3 separate regions of the Mus musculus genome follow, and regions 2 and 3 are each linked to region 1. A link is a contact called in public promoter capture Hi-C data. All regions are on one chromosome and are shown on one strand. Each heading gives the region's core, a stretch centred on a gene start, on an enhancer-like site or on the middle of the called end of the contact. The rest is flanking DNA. Distances are from core to core; before and after follow the strand shown. Region 1 holds the start of Spopl (speckle-type BTB/POZ protein-like). Region 2 holds the start of Abi1 (abl-interactor 1). Region 3 holds the start of Apbb1ip (amyloid beta (A4) precursor protein-binding, family B, member 1 interacting protein).

Region 1 (4,302 bases), core at 840-3,339:
CTTTCATGCCTTGTCACAAATAAGACCGCAGAAAAACTGTCCCAAAAGTTCTACAAAAGCACAATGCTATTTTTCTACACAACCTAAAGGAAGCCTCAGTGTCTAGATCCCAATTTTTAAAAATAAACGATATTTAGAAACGTGAGAAGCTTATCTCAATTAGCCAGCTAGGAAAGAGCAAGTCTGAGGGACAGCAAAGGATAACAGACTCTAAGTCATTCTGTATGACTGCAAACCTTACTCAACAGGTGAGTGAACTTTAGTAAACAGGTAAAGGCTTAGGAATATGAATGAATGTCTTTGCCTCCTGTAATTCAATATAAAAGCCATGTGTAGGCTACCAACTCAGCTCTGAATATTTCACCTATAGTGATAATATTGTTATGTATTTTTTCTACTGTGAAAAAAATCTGCTATGTATTTTTTCAGAAAAAATCTGAAAGCAATGATAGAGTTTTACAAGTTCCAAACAGATATTTGAAACAGGAACTCATCGATTTTCCTATGCAAAAGTAGGGAACATAAATAAAGCTAAAACATGTATTTGAAATACACACACACACACATACACACACACACACACACACACATTAATTGGCATAATAATGCAGTACAAACCTTATATACACCAAAAGTGGACGTTAAGTAATAACAACACAGTACCTCTCAATTCTTACTTTCCTCTCTTAGAATCAACTTACCAGCACTTGAATAGAATCAGGCTATAAAAGGGTAACATTTCAGAAGCACTTAGCACATTCCAGGCCCTGACAGGTACTTTACCTGCATTTCATTTGTTCAAGCACTACTACCAAAGAGTATTGTCACCACCTTCTTTATAGCTATACGACTACTAAAGGCTGGAAAAGATAAGTGACTTTCTCAAAGCCAGAACCGAGCTTGCTGGGTAGAATGTTCGGCAATTCAACTACTCTCTGAGCTCCTAACCATGGAGCAACATTTCTCTTAGGAATGTGGGAATAATAATTTGAAATATTCTGCCACTTCTATCATGAGGGGTGGGGGGAATGTAATTTCCCCAGTCTTTTACTACTTCTCCTTCCACCCCAATAAAGAGGAGGTTTCAACTGTACAAGAATATAAGTAAAGTCTCCTAGTGGGGCAAACTAAGCCCAAAATTATTCAGATATATGCGAAGTGTCAGACACCAGGGGAAAATGGGCAGACAGCTTAGGCACTGTATTCAGTCATGGAAATTGAAGGAGTGGCTTTTATTTCTATAGGGACTGTCAATTTCTTGGAGGGCGAAAATTCTATCATTCTTTTCCTTTCGGTCAACACAAACATGCATACCTAAGATAGAGAATTAACAGGAAAGACAGCAGCAAAAGATAAAAAGGGAAGACACATTTCTATATTCAAGAACTGACCCTAATCATGGGGCTGGCTTGTCATGTCCTGGTAAATATGAGCTGTTAGGGGCAAGAATGTGGTTGGAGACGGACACTCCTGGTCCGGGGAGCTTAAGGCGCCCTAAAATGAGCTAACAGGGACGACAGCTTTCAGAACCCATTTGAGAGGACGGATGAAGACTATCGGGGTGCAGTTCTTTGCTTCAGGAAGACAGGAGAAGGCATAAAAGTGCGGGCGTAGTAGATTCCTGGATGCAGATGAGGAAGGAGTTAGACTCGAGCAAAGGGGGACCGGGGAGCGCAGCACTGCACTCCGGAAGGGACATGGACGTCCAGAGGAAGCAGAACCGCCTAAGGGAGAGAGGGGCAGGGCCGTAGGGCGTGGGCCGGAGCACCAAGGACTGGAAAGCTGAGAGGGAGGCAGCCCAGCACCGGCCGGCGGCCGGAACACCTACCCGGACACGCGGGGCGGCGGGCGGGCCCTCGGCGGCCCCGGGGACCGAGGCTGAGGCGGCGGCGAGCTCCTGCAGCGGGCACCCCCCGGCCAAGCCGCATCCTCCTCCCGGCCTCCCTCCTTGTCCTCACCGGCTGCTAAACTTCTTCCCCAAGATTAAACACACCCGCCGCCAAAGAGTGCGCCTAGCCCGAGCCCGCTCTAGGTGTTGAGGCTCGGGCGTCCAGTTTCCGCCCCGCCAGTCATCAGGGCGCGTGCGCCAAGTAGCTTTTCCTGCTCCGAGGCCCGGAACTTCCGGCGGCGGCTTTGCGAGCAATTTCCTGCTTCCCATATACCTCGCAACTACCGATAGGAAGTTTTCCCCGAGCAATAGATAGATGATTGATAGATAGATGATAGATAGATAGATAGATAGATAGATAGATAGATAGATAGATAGATAGATAGATAGATAGATAGATAGATAGATAGATAGATGATAGATAGATAGACAGACAGATAGATAGAGGTAGATAGGAAGTTTTCCCCGAGCAATAGATAGATGATTGATAGATAGATGATAGATAGATAGATAGATAGATAGATAGATAGATAGACAGACAGATAGATAGATAGATAGAGGTAGGTAGGTAAGTAGGTAGGTAGGTAGGTAGGTAGGTAGGTAGGTAGATATAGGTAGATGATAGGTAGATAGGTAGATAATAGGTAGGTAGCGATAGGTAGATTAGATAGATACATAGATACATAGATAGAAGCCCAGGGATGCCCGGAGCGATAGATAGATAGATAGATAGATAGATAGATAGATAGATAGATAGATAGATAGATAGATAGATAGAAGCCCAGTGATGCCTCCTGACTCAGAAAATCCTGTTACAGTGAGGAAACAGTGAGGCCCTGTGCCCATTAAGACTGCATCTGGGTGTAACGTTTGCTCACCTCCCATTCTGACCCCCAAACTGTATTAAAAGCTGAAACCCAAGTCTGTGTGGGTAAATAGTTGCACGTAAGGCATTTTAGGTTGGAGGGAATGAAGGGGACTTTTCATACAAGAAAGGAGTCTGTAGAGTTCCTTTGTACAAGATCAGCCAACAACTGGAGAGTGAACCGTACTAAACTAAAAATGGTAATATTAAGGTTACTGCTTCCTTTCTTTAGCCATTTGGAGTTTATAGAAATGGATGATACCACAACTTGGTTATTGGCACTCTTACATTAGCTACTTGTCCTATTCCTGCAACAAAATACCCCAGGAAAGCCATGTACGGAAAGAGGGATTTATTTGGATTGCTAAGAAAACACAGTCCATCGTGGCAATAAAGACATGGTAATGGGAGCTTAAGGCAGCAGGTCACATTGCATCCAGTGTGCAGAAGCACAATGATGAATCCAGACTGTCAGATCACCTTTTTTGGACTTAGTCTGAGACTTATCAAGTTAACAAACATAACTACCACAATCCAGCCCCTAGTTAACTGAACACCCAGGTAACAACAGAGAAATCTTATGCTCTGCAAACAGAATCAGTAGCTAAAGGAATATATTTATTTGGGAATGAGGAAACAGGCACACAGCAGACACAGAAAAAGACCCTGTGCAAAGCAGAATAGTGGGTGACTTAATAGACAAAAATGAAATCTTTTCTTGAGGGTTAGGCTATTAAAGCCCTGAACTTTTTTTCCTACCTTACTTTGGAGGTTGCTCAGTTTGAAGAAAGATAGGATGGTTGATTGTTTCTCAAGTTGTGTAACATGTCCTGAACTGTTGAGTCAGTCCATCAACAGGAGCTTATGGGCTGAAGACAAAGGCTACAAGGCTTTGGTCTCAAGTCAAGAAGGTCAGGAAGAAGCTGGCCTGTTGGGGACAAAAAATAAAGGGGGGGCCCGGGGGCAGGGAGAAATGGGATAGGAAAAAGACCCTATTCTCTGGTCAGTCAGGGCTGCTACCTACACTATCCACCCATCCCTGGGTGGGCATTCCTCTATCCCACTCTTCAGGGGGTGGCCAGGGGGCAGCCCTGCCTGGGACAACCCCCCAGAGCTACTTTGCTAAAGCCACCAGGGTTGTAGGAGAGATGGATGAGGGGAAGAAGTTCCCAACACTGACCAGATTGTGCAGTGGGCCTTGATGGAGCAGAGACGAGACTCTATTCTTTAAGAGCTTTATTATAGAAATACAGGGGAAAGAAAGAAGGTAGAAAGGAGGAAGAGAGAGGGAGAGAGAGAGAGAGAGAGAGAGAGAGAGAGAGAGAGAGAGAGAGAGAGAGAGAGAGAGAGGACAAAGGGAAAGGGAAGAGGAGAGAGAAGTGAGAGGTGAGAGGACAAAGCAAGGTGGGGGCTGAGCACCCCTTTTTATGGTCTTCACCATTGCTAGGTAACTGGGGAGGAGTTTAGCCTGAAGGTCAGAAGCTTAGCTACTGACCATGCTTCCCTTGTGGGGGCTGTGGGAGGTGGTACCTTAGGCAGGGGCTGGAGT
Region 2 (4,214 bases), core at 1,248-3,747, 530 kb before region 1:
TCTATCCACTTTTTAATTGTTTGTGGATGTGTCCATGCACTCCTGAGTGCAGGACCCCATACATCCAGAATAGGGTGTTAGATCCCCTGAAGCTGGAGTTAGAGGTAGTTGTAACCTGCCTCATACAAGTGCTGGGAACCAAAGATGCAACAAACCCAAGGTTTTTCATACTAAAATAAATAAAAGATGTACATTTTTTAGTATCTATAAAATACAAGATCACCTTTCTATTTCCACACTATATCCACATTTCTGTATGATTTTGAAATAGGTTTAAACTCACTCATCGTACCTATGTGTATGCATGTGTGTATGTGTGTATGTGTACTGAATGTGTGTTTGGTGCCCACAGGTGTCAGAAGAGGACACGGACCCCCTAGGATAAGGATGGCTGTGAACCACTATGAGGGCGCTGGGAACTGAACCCGAGTCCTCTGCAAAAGCACCAACTGCTCTTAACAGTGGTTAAGGCAGCCCTTCTGCTGCTTAAAATGTGTTTTTAAACAGCCATATAGTTTTCAAAACCAAGTTATACAGAAGACACAGGAAGCATTCAACAAGTTTATGAGTAGATTACCAAAGTCAAAGGCTGGAAACGAGAGTAGGAAGACAAACTCCTTGGAGTACCACTCCAGATAGAATGTTACTAATATGGAAAATGACAAATACTCAGACAAGTCTCAAGACAGCATCTCCTTCTGAAAACAAAATCTACAGGAATCTGCTAGAACAGAAATTAGCCGCTCTTGAAAATGATAATCACATGAAAGGCACTTTAAGAAATACTGCAGGTCCAAAGTACAATATTCCTTATTTTTCAAAGACTGTTCTGGTTTTGCCTTATCAACAAGAAATGAATTTCTATTCTCATTATCTGATACAAAGAATTCCACTACTGTATTTGCTTCTAGTGAAAACTGTTAATTTTTACTCAACCATAGGGACAAGTCAAACTACTACATACAATTCACTTACAATCGCTGATAAACACAAGCAAGCATGGCATAGTAAAAGTGCCAAGAATTTCCTGATAAATTAAGGAGCAATTCTATGTTATGACTTAAAGACTACATAATGTTTGCTAATCTACTTTATTCATATTCTTCTATGTATTAACTCAGTATAGAAAGAAATCTCAGAACATAAGCAACCACGATAACACTACTGCGTTCAAGGCCAACAGTCCAAGAACATTTAGAGGAAGAAAAGTATTTAACAGATTTCCCACTGAATTTCCCTATGAATCATTCGTGCTTTATAATAACGAGTATACATTATGCTAAAGCGGAAGTAAATATGAGGAGGTGGAAGAGGAAAAGCCCAACTTGAAAATCGCCAAGCACGCATTTTTCCTTCAATTAAAAGAATTTTAATATGGATTTTATCACACCCTCAGCAGTCACTCTCCGCACTCGATTAGGAGGTCTGTACAAATGTGACTCGTGACAATTTTTTTAAATAAATAAAAGGCACACCCTCTAGGATGAACTGACATAATCACCCTCACCCCACCCTCCAACGACACACACACACCCCACTTTTCCTTCCCTGCCCATTCCTCTCGCAGCTGTCCCAGTCCTAGGCTCATCACACCGGACATGGGGGCGACAGCGAAGTCTGAGCTCCAAGGAGACCAAGGGAGGCTGCGGGATTTCCAGGGGGACCTCAGCCAGGACCGACCCCAGCCAGGGAAGGCTGTGGGGGGTCTTAGGAACCAACCGCAGCCAAAAGAGGCAAAGCTGAATACAGCCCGACTAAGAAGAGCGGCCTGCAGTGAGCGGAGACCGGGAAGGAAAGACTGCCGGGAGCACGTCCCGGCCTGGGAAGGCTGCAGGAAACAGATCCCTGGCGGGGAAAGCGGCGGGGTTTAGGCGCAGACCTCAGCCAGGGCAGGTGGTGGGGAGCACAGCTGGGCCGGGCAGACGGCGAGAAGCAGAGCTCGGCCGGGGTAGGCTTTAGGGAGCAACGCCCGGGCAGGCTGTGGGGAGCACAGGCGGCCCCGGGCAGGCTGCGGGGAGCGGCATCGGGTCAGCGGCGCCCGCGGCGGCCCTGCTCCTCACCCATTTTCTCAAGGCGGCCACTTCCTGTATCGCCGCGGCGGCCGCCGCTCGGGCTGGGGCGGAGGGTGGCGGAGTAGGGCAGTCCCCACGGCGCCCAGCCTGCCTGTCGTCCCAGCCGCCCCCGCCGGCCGCTCAAGCTCCTCACCTGTATATAGTTGTTTTCACAGTAGTCCGCCACCCGGGTCAGGTTCTGGTAACTCTCTATCAGCGCCCTCTTGCCAGACGGGATCTCCTCCTCTAGTAACATCTGCAGCTCTGCCATTTTCCACCCCTCCGCATCGCTTCCTCTCGCATTAAAGAGACAGAGGAAGCTGAGTCCGCCGGGGACCCGAGCTCCGCACAGACCAGACGCCAACCACCCACCCTCCCTCCGCCGGGTATTGTGGGACTGCACCTCCTCCTCTTCCTCCTTACTCTCCCCGCCTCCTCCCCCCCACCCCCTCCACCCAGGACGCACAGCCGCCACAGGCTCACTTTCTCGCGAGAATCATTTCCCCCATGACAACGGGAGTCCCCCACCCATCCACTATAGCAATGCTTTCTGGGAATTGTAGTTTCTTCCTGGCTAGGCCGCGCATGCGTCTAAGGAACTTCCAAAAACTAGGAAGACTTTAAAAAAACCAATACAGTTTTAAATCTTGAGAGTCTTCTTAAGGCCCCAGAAGATGGCGCCACAAGTTGATCTAGACAACGAAATTTTTCCTATGAGAACATTGAAAATTGGCAGAACTTACTTAGGAAAGTCAGTAAGTCAAAGGCATCCAATCAGATAACGATTAAAAATAGAAATCTGAATCCTGACTTCCTCAATTTTGTAAGAGAGACTTTGCCTTCTTAACTTATGCCCCAATTCATTTAAAACCCTGAAAACTATCAATTCTCAGATGTACATCATGCAGTAGTGCTTGATATTGCAGAAACAAATGAAGCAAGGATAATTTGTACCCTAAAGAATTGAAAGAGGGAGCTGGCGAGATGGCTCAGTGGTTAAGAGCAGTGACTGCTCTTCCAAAGGTCCCGAGTTCAAATCCCAGCAACCACATGGTGGCTCACAACCATCCGTAACGAAATCTGATGCCACTCTTCTGGAGTGTCTGAGGACAGCTACAGTGTACTTACATATAATAAATAAATAAATCTTTAAAAAAAAAAAAAAGAATTGAAAGAAAGCCGGATGGTGGTGGCACACGCCTTTAATCCCAGCATTTGGGAGGCAGAGACAGGGGGATTTCTGAGTTCGAGGCCAGCCTGGTCTACAAAGTGAGTACCAGGACAGCCAGGGCTACACAGAGAAACCCTGTCTTGAAAAACCAGGAGGAGGAGGAGGAGGAGGAGGAGGAGGAGAAACTACAGAAGAAGAGGAAAAAATAAGAAAGAAGGAGGAGGAGGAGGAGGAGTTTTTGTCTTGCATTGTACAAAATTGTTTTGTTCTTATTTCTTATCACTTGCTCTGCAAATGTCTCAAAGGGTCTTTGACAGTATTTCAAGCTGTCATATCACCAGAACTATTAAATTATTTTGAAATAATAGGCTATGAAAAGAGTTGCCTAAATTTAAATATTATTTACAGACCTATATTTCCAGTCCTCTCTGGGACTCACTGAGAATCACAATTTTTGAAGTAACAACAGTACTCAGCAAACTTTTGGAAATTGTTGTTGAAAACAATGACAATAAATATTGACAAAGACATGGGGAATGGCAAATCTTAGACACTGGTACCAGAAATGTAAATTAGTTCAGCCACAATGGAAACCAGGGTGGAAGTTCCTCAAAAAGCTAAAAATAGAGCTAACTAACATATGATTCAGCCCCACCACTTCCTGGTATATGCCCAAAGGACTGTATGTTTACATACCACAGAGATACATGCACATCTGTGTTTATTGCTGTTCTCAACAGCCAAGATCTGGGCCCTCCACAGGTGTTCATCGAGAAGGACTGCATTCGTTACTTTTCTTTGTTTCCTTTTGTTCCTCCCAAATATTAAAACGTTACACGTGTGAGAGTATGTCTGTTTGTGGGTGTGTGCACATGAGTGTAGGTGCCTGCTGAGACTAAACACAGTACATGTCCCTAGAACTAGAGTTATAGGCACTTGTGAGGTACCCAACATGAGGACTCAGAGCTGTTCTCCAGTCCTCTGCAAAAGTA
Region 3 (4,219 bases), core at 566-3,065, 800 kb before region 1:
GTCCTTATCATCAGAACTCTCTGACCATCTTTTCTCTTCGGGAGAATCGCTCTCCATCCTGTTGCTTGTTTTTGCTTTCTGTTGCTCTCAATGGCATCCCACCTCACTACATCAGCCTCTACAACCATCTTGTCATCGTGTCCTTCATAACCTCGTCTCTTTTCCATTCTCTTCTCGCCACCCAAGGCCATACTGTTACTAGTTTCCTTGATGTTTTTCCAGGCTCTTCAAGGGCTGTCCTAAATGAAGACTTTAGAGGTATCAACCTTTCTTTCTAGGATATTCTTGTGTAAAACTCCTAACATCATTGGATGGCTCCTTTCATTTAGGTCCGACTCAAATGCTGGTCATAAGGTTGATCTTTTTCCACAACTCCAATTGACATAGAAGCCCTATCAGCATAACCATTACTTTATACCGTCACCTTTTATTCTTTCTCAGCATGTTGACTATGCAGTGTATTAGCTGTTTTCTGTGGAGTAGGGTGTGCCATCCAGCAAAGCAGCAATCCTTTCTGTTACTGCTGTTTATGTTCTTCTTAGACAAACTATATATAGTCTCCCATTGAGTACTGGAACTATCTGAAATTAATTATATGTCTAATTTATATCTTCATGTCTCCACCATTTTGCCTTACAGTGAACCCTTAAAGACACAGCTGTGTAGAGGAAGAGAAATTAACTCAATCATCATTTAAAATCATAATTGATTTTAGTGGCTGTATTTTCAGATCTCCCTAAACACTTTCTCTCAGAGTGAGTCCCAGTCAATCTTGTGATATACAAGCTATGAACAAACAAAATCATAAGAACAAAACCAGAAAGTGATCTTGGTGGCACATGAGAGGCAGGAGGATCTCTATATGTTCGAAGCCAGCCTGATATACATTGTAAGTTCGAGGACAGCCAGTGTGACAATTACACTCTGACTTTAAAAAATAAAGATGTTGGAGGGACCACAGCCCATCATCAGAGTAGTCTCCACTGAGAACAGACACCTGCTGAGCCCTTCCTTTACCTCCACCCAGGGAAAGATCTACTCTGGCACAAAGGCCATCACACTGCACCACTTCTCTGTCCACCCTAACTGGAACGTCCCCTTCTGGGCTGGTCCAGGAAGTCTTAGACAATGGCAGATTGAGGAAGTGCAGCGAGGGTTGAGGTAAAGACATAGAAGGCTGTTGCAAAATAAGCTGGCCCCTTTACCCTTTGTGGAACTTAATAGATTGGGATTGATCCACACGATGTGAAAATAAACGGAAGACAGGCCTCAACAGAAGCAGAGGGTCCTTTTATTAAAACAGTGAAAGGAGGCAGTCTTGGGGGAAGTGGAGGCTGCGCAGATGCTCAGGGAGCTTGACGGTTTTGTGGGGCAGAAAAGGGAACTTACATCTGTTCCGCTCAAGTCTCAAAATTGTAACCAACGTAGGTTGATATTTAGATCTCCTTGGGAACTAACTGCCTGCAGGTGTTACTGACTGGTGAACTCTCTTGTAGGGAGTTTCTCAGCTAATCTGAGACTTTTAGTCCTGAGCACCCCTTGAGCACTAACCCTTCAGACTAGCATCTGGGCGTTAGTCTCAGACTCTTACAAAGAACACAAGACCCACACAGATGAGAGAAGGCTTTCTCTGACCTTAGGGCAGGAAGTGTTTTCTTCCAGGGGTGGACAGGGTTTGGAAAAAACAACCCGAACTTGCTAAACTTGCGGAGCCCTTTAGGCGGGGCTTGGTGTCTGTCTATTCTCCTCCAGGGCTTTGCTAGCTAGCACCTCCGTGCAAAGCCGAGAGTCTGCGCCGCCGGGTGGGCAGGGCTCAAAGCACTTCCTCCTCCCTGAGCCCACGTCCTCGCCTCGAGGCCGGTCCAGCCCAGAGGCGCCAACCACTCATCTCTGCTCATTCCGGTGCACTTAGGCTCAACCCGGCCCATCTCTGGCTCAGCCCCGCGCATCTCTGCACAGCCTCCTCGCATCTCTGCAAGCCCCCCTCGCACCCTCCTCCCAGCAGTCAAGGTAAGCGGCACCCTAGTCCTGCGCACGGGTTTGGGGTACTCAGGCTGCCACACTGCGTGTCCTATGGGGGTGGGGGAGACAACAGTTGTGGCACAGGTCCACGCACCGGCCACGTGAACACGCCCCCCCCCCCTTCCCCTGGCAGCCAGGAAGCTTCAGGTCCCCTGGGCACCTCTTGTGCTCTTGACCTGTGGCTCCCTCTTCTCCCCACTGCGTTTTGTTTTAACAGATTTTCTGCTTAAGAAATGTTACCAGGTCTCAGGGACCCCACATTAAATTGAGCTAATCTTGAAACAAAACATCCCCTGAGGCATTTTAGGGCACCTCACATTAAGTGGTAGTCTGAGGAGACTCATTTGAGAGTCAGAGGACACATAGCTCAAAGTGTTTCCCTTCATTTAAAACTTTAACTGCAGTTCTGCTTTTTGAAGCCTGTCTTTCCCTCTCAGTCTCCTTTTCTTTGTAAAAAATGTGGTAAGGATAAGTTTGAATACCAGACAAGGGTTTCCTAATTTAGTTTGGAGTGAAGATTCAGAAAATGCTTTATATATTGAAAGACAAGAATGCTCTTGTATACCACCACCACCACCACCACCACTGCCACCACCACCGCTAGAACCCCCAGTACAGGCCCCTCGCTCGGACTTTATCACGTGTACCTCTTCATTCCCCTTGGCGATGTATTTCTCAGCTTTCATACCAAGGTGCAGAGTGACATGTGCTCTCCTAGAGCGTCTCAGCATCTCTGTTCAAAGAGTAGTTTTGTGATGGGAACGCCGAGTAAAGGGGAAAACTGAGCAGACAAGAGGCTGTGGGTTTATCCTCCATACCGGCAGTGATATGGTGTGAACAAAAGCAAGTGCGCCAATCTGGGACTCCAAACTGAAACTTCAGAAAAGAAACTTTGGCTTTCATACTAAACCGAGGGTTTTGCCTTCTGGGCCTCCCTAAAATGGGAGCACGTGGGCCTGAAGAGGAATGCTGGCTAGCAAGATAGCAGAAGATAAGAAAAAGAGTCGCTTGTACCCAATGTCCTTCCAGGTGGTGTCTCCTGTCTGATCAGTGAACTCAGAGTCTAGCAAATGTAATGTCATCTTCAAACTATTAGCACTTAACTTGTAAATTCTTATAAATATTTGTGACCTTTCTGGTACTTGGTAGAGATTCCAGTTGTTGCTCTACATCTTTAGGATACTAGCACACAGAGATGAACTTAATTACATTATTTTAACCACACTGGAACTCGGGGATAAATGAGATTATACCACATAAGAATGGAGACACTAACAGTGCTCAGAAGGAATCCGGTGAATCACATGCTGCTTCAATCTTGTATTCAATTCCAGAGGGAAAAGGAGAATGTGCCAACAGACTTTGTTATAAGCTGAAATATAAACACTTTTGATGAGTTTTGTTTCTGAGACATTCCTCTTAAAAAGCAACGTAATTTCTGGTCCTTATGTAAGTTGCCAACATTCCATTGTATTGCATTTCAACAATCCTGAGTTACTAGTTTTTGAGAAATGCAACTTTGAAATGTGTAATTAATTATACATACTCACTGGGCTCTGCAGCATCCACTACATTTTCTTGGAAATTTTATATTCTGAGAGTGTATAGTTCTCCACTATAGTTTCATTGTATGTCACAGATTTTTAAAAAGCTCTAGATATTTTCATATTATATAGTAAGCAATTTATGGACTTCATTGCCATGAATGTGTGAGTTGTGCTACTTTGAATTCTCAAATGGCATTGTTGCTTTTTATTTCTATTTATTTCTAGTCATTTTCTATTTCATTTTACCTATTTTGATAAGTAAGCCTTTTAACAAATCTACAATTCTTTAGAATAAATTCAATTCGTGCTTTGTAGTCTATGAAACTATAACCTTTACAACATTATTGAACATCATAAGTGATCTTAGGTACTTTCAAAATGGAATAATCTAAAATAAATAAGACAAGCATGGACATTATGCACATAATTGGAATGTTATGCAATGTTTTGGATAATTATGTATGTGAGAAAAATTGTATATTGCAGCTAAGTATCTGGATGCCTTTTCTGCCCCTTGGAGATGCTAAATAAATTCTATGTTGTAGGTCTGTGTCTGAACTCTGACATGTGGCATGAGGTTAGATTAAGCCTCAAGACTGAATATTTTTTAATTAACATGATTGATCCTTTCAATATGAAATTTGTGTTTT

The links. Promoter capture Hi-C pulls out the DNA fragments that hold promoters and counts their contacts.
Region 2: a promoter capture Hi-C map of the HPC-7 cell line shows a contact between it and region 1. The contact joins the promoter of Abi1 here to the promoter of Spopl in region 1. A contact is called at or near these places in 7 of 39 promoter capture datasets (3T3-L1-derived adipocytes, the HPC-7 cell line, erythroid cells and 3 more) and 3 of 115 datasets of contacts at active chromatin or transcription factors (large pre-B cells, memory CD8 T cells and trophoblast stem cells).
Region 3: a contact with region 1 is called in a promoter capture Hi-C map of pre-B cells. The contact joins the promoter of Apbb1ip here to the promoter of Spopl in region 1. A contact is called at or near these places in 1 of 39 promoter capture datasets (pre-B cells) and 2 of 115 datasets of contacts at active chromatin or transcription factors (the 230-238 cell line and memory CD8 T cells).

What each region holds. Positions count from the first base shown.
Region 1 is chr2:23,570,015-23,574,316 of GRCm38.p6, forward strand. It overlaps Spopl (speckle-type BTB/POZ protein-like), which reads right to left and starts at 2,090. Exons shown (of 11, transcript NM_029773.2): 1 at 1,829-2,090.
Region 2 is chr2:23,037,744-23,041,957 of GRCm38.p6, forward strand. It overlaps Abi1 (abl-interactor 1), which reads right to left and starts at 2,498. Exons shown (of 11, transcript NM_001077190.3): 1 at 2,206-2,498. The coding sequence starts at 2,322.
Region 3 is chr2:22,772,512-22,776,730 of GRCm38.p6, forward strand. Apbb1ip (amyloid beta (A4) precursor protein-binding, family B, member 1 interacting protein) reads left to right here and starts at 1,816. Exons shown (of 14, transcript NM_019456.2): 1 at 1,816-2,010.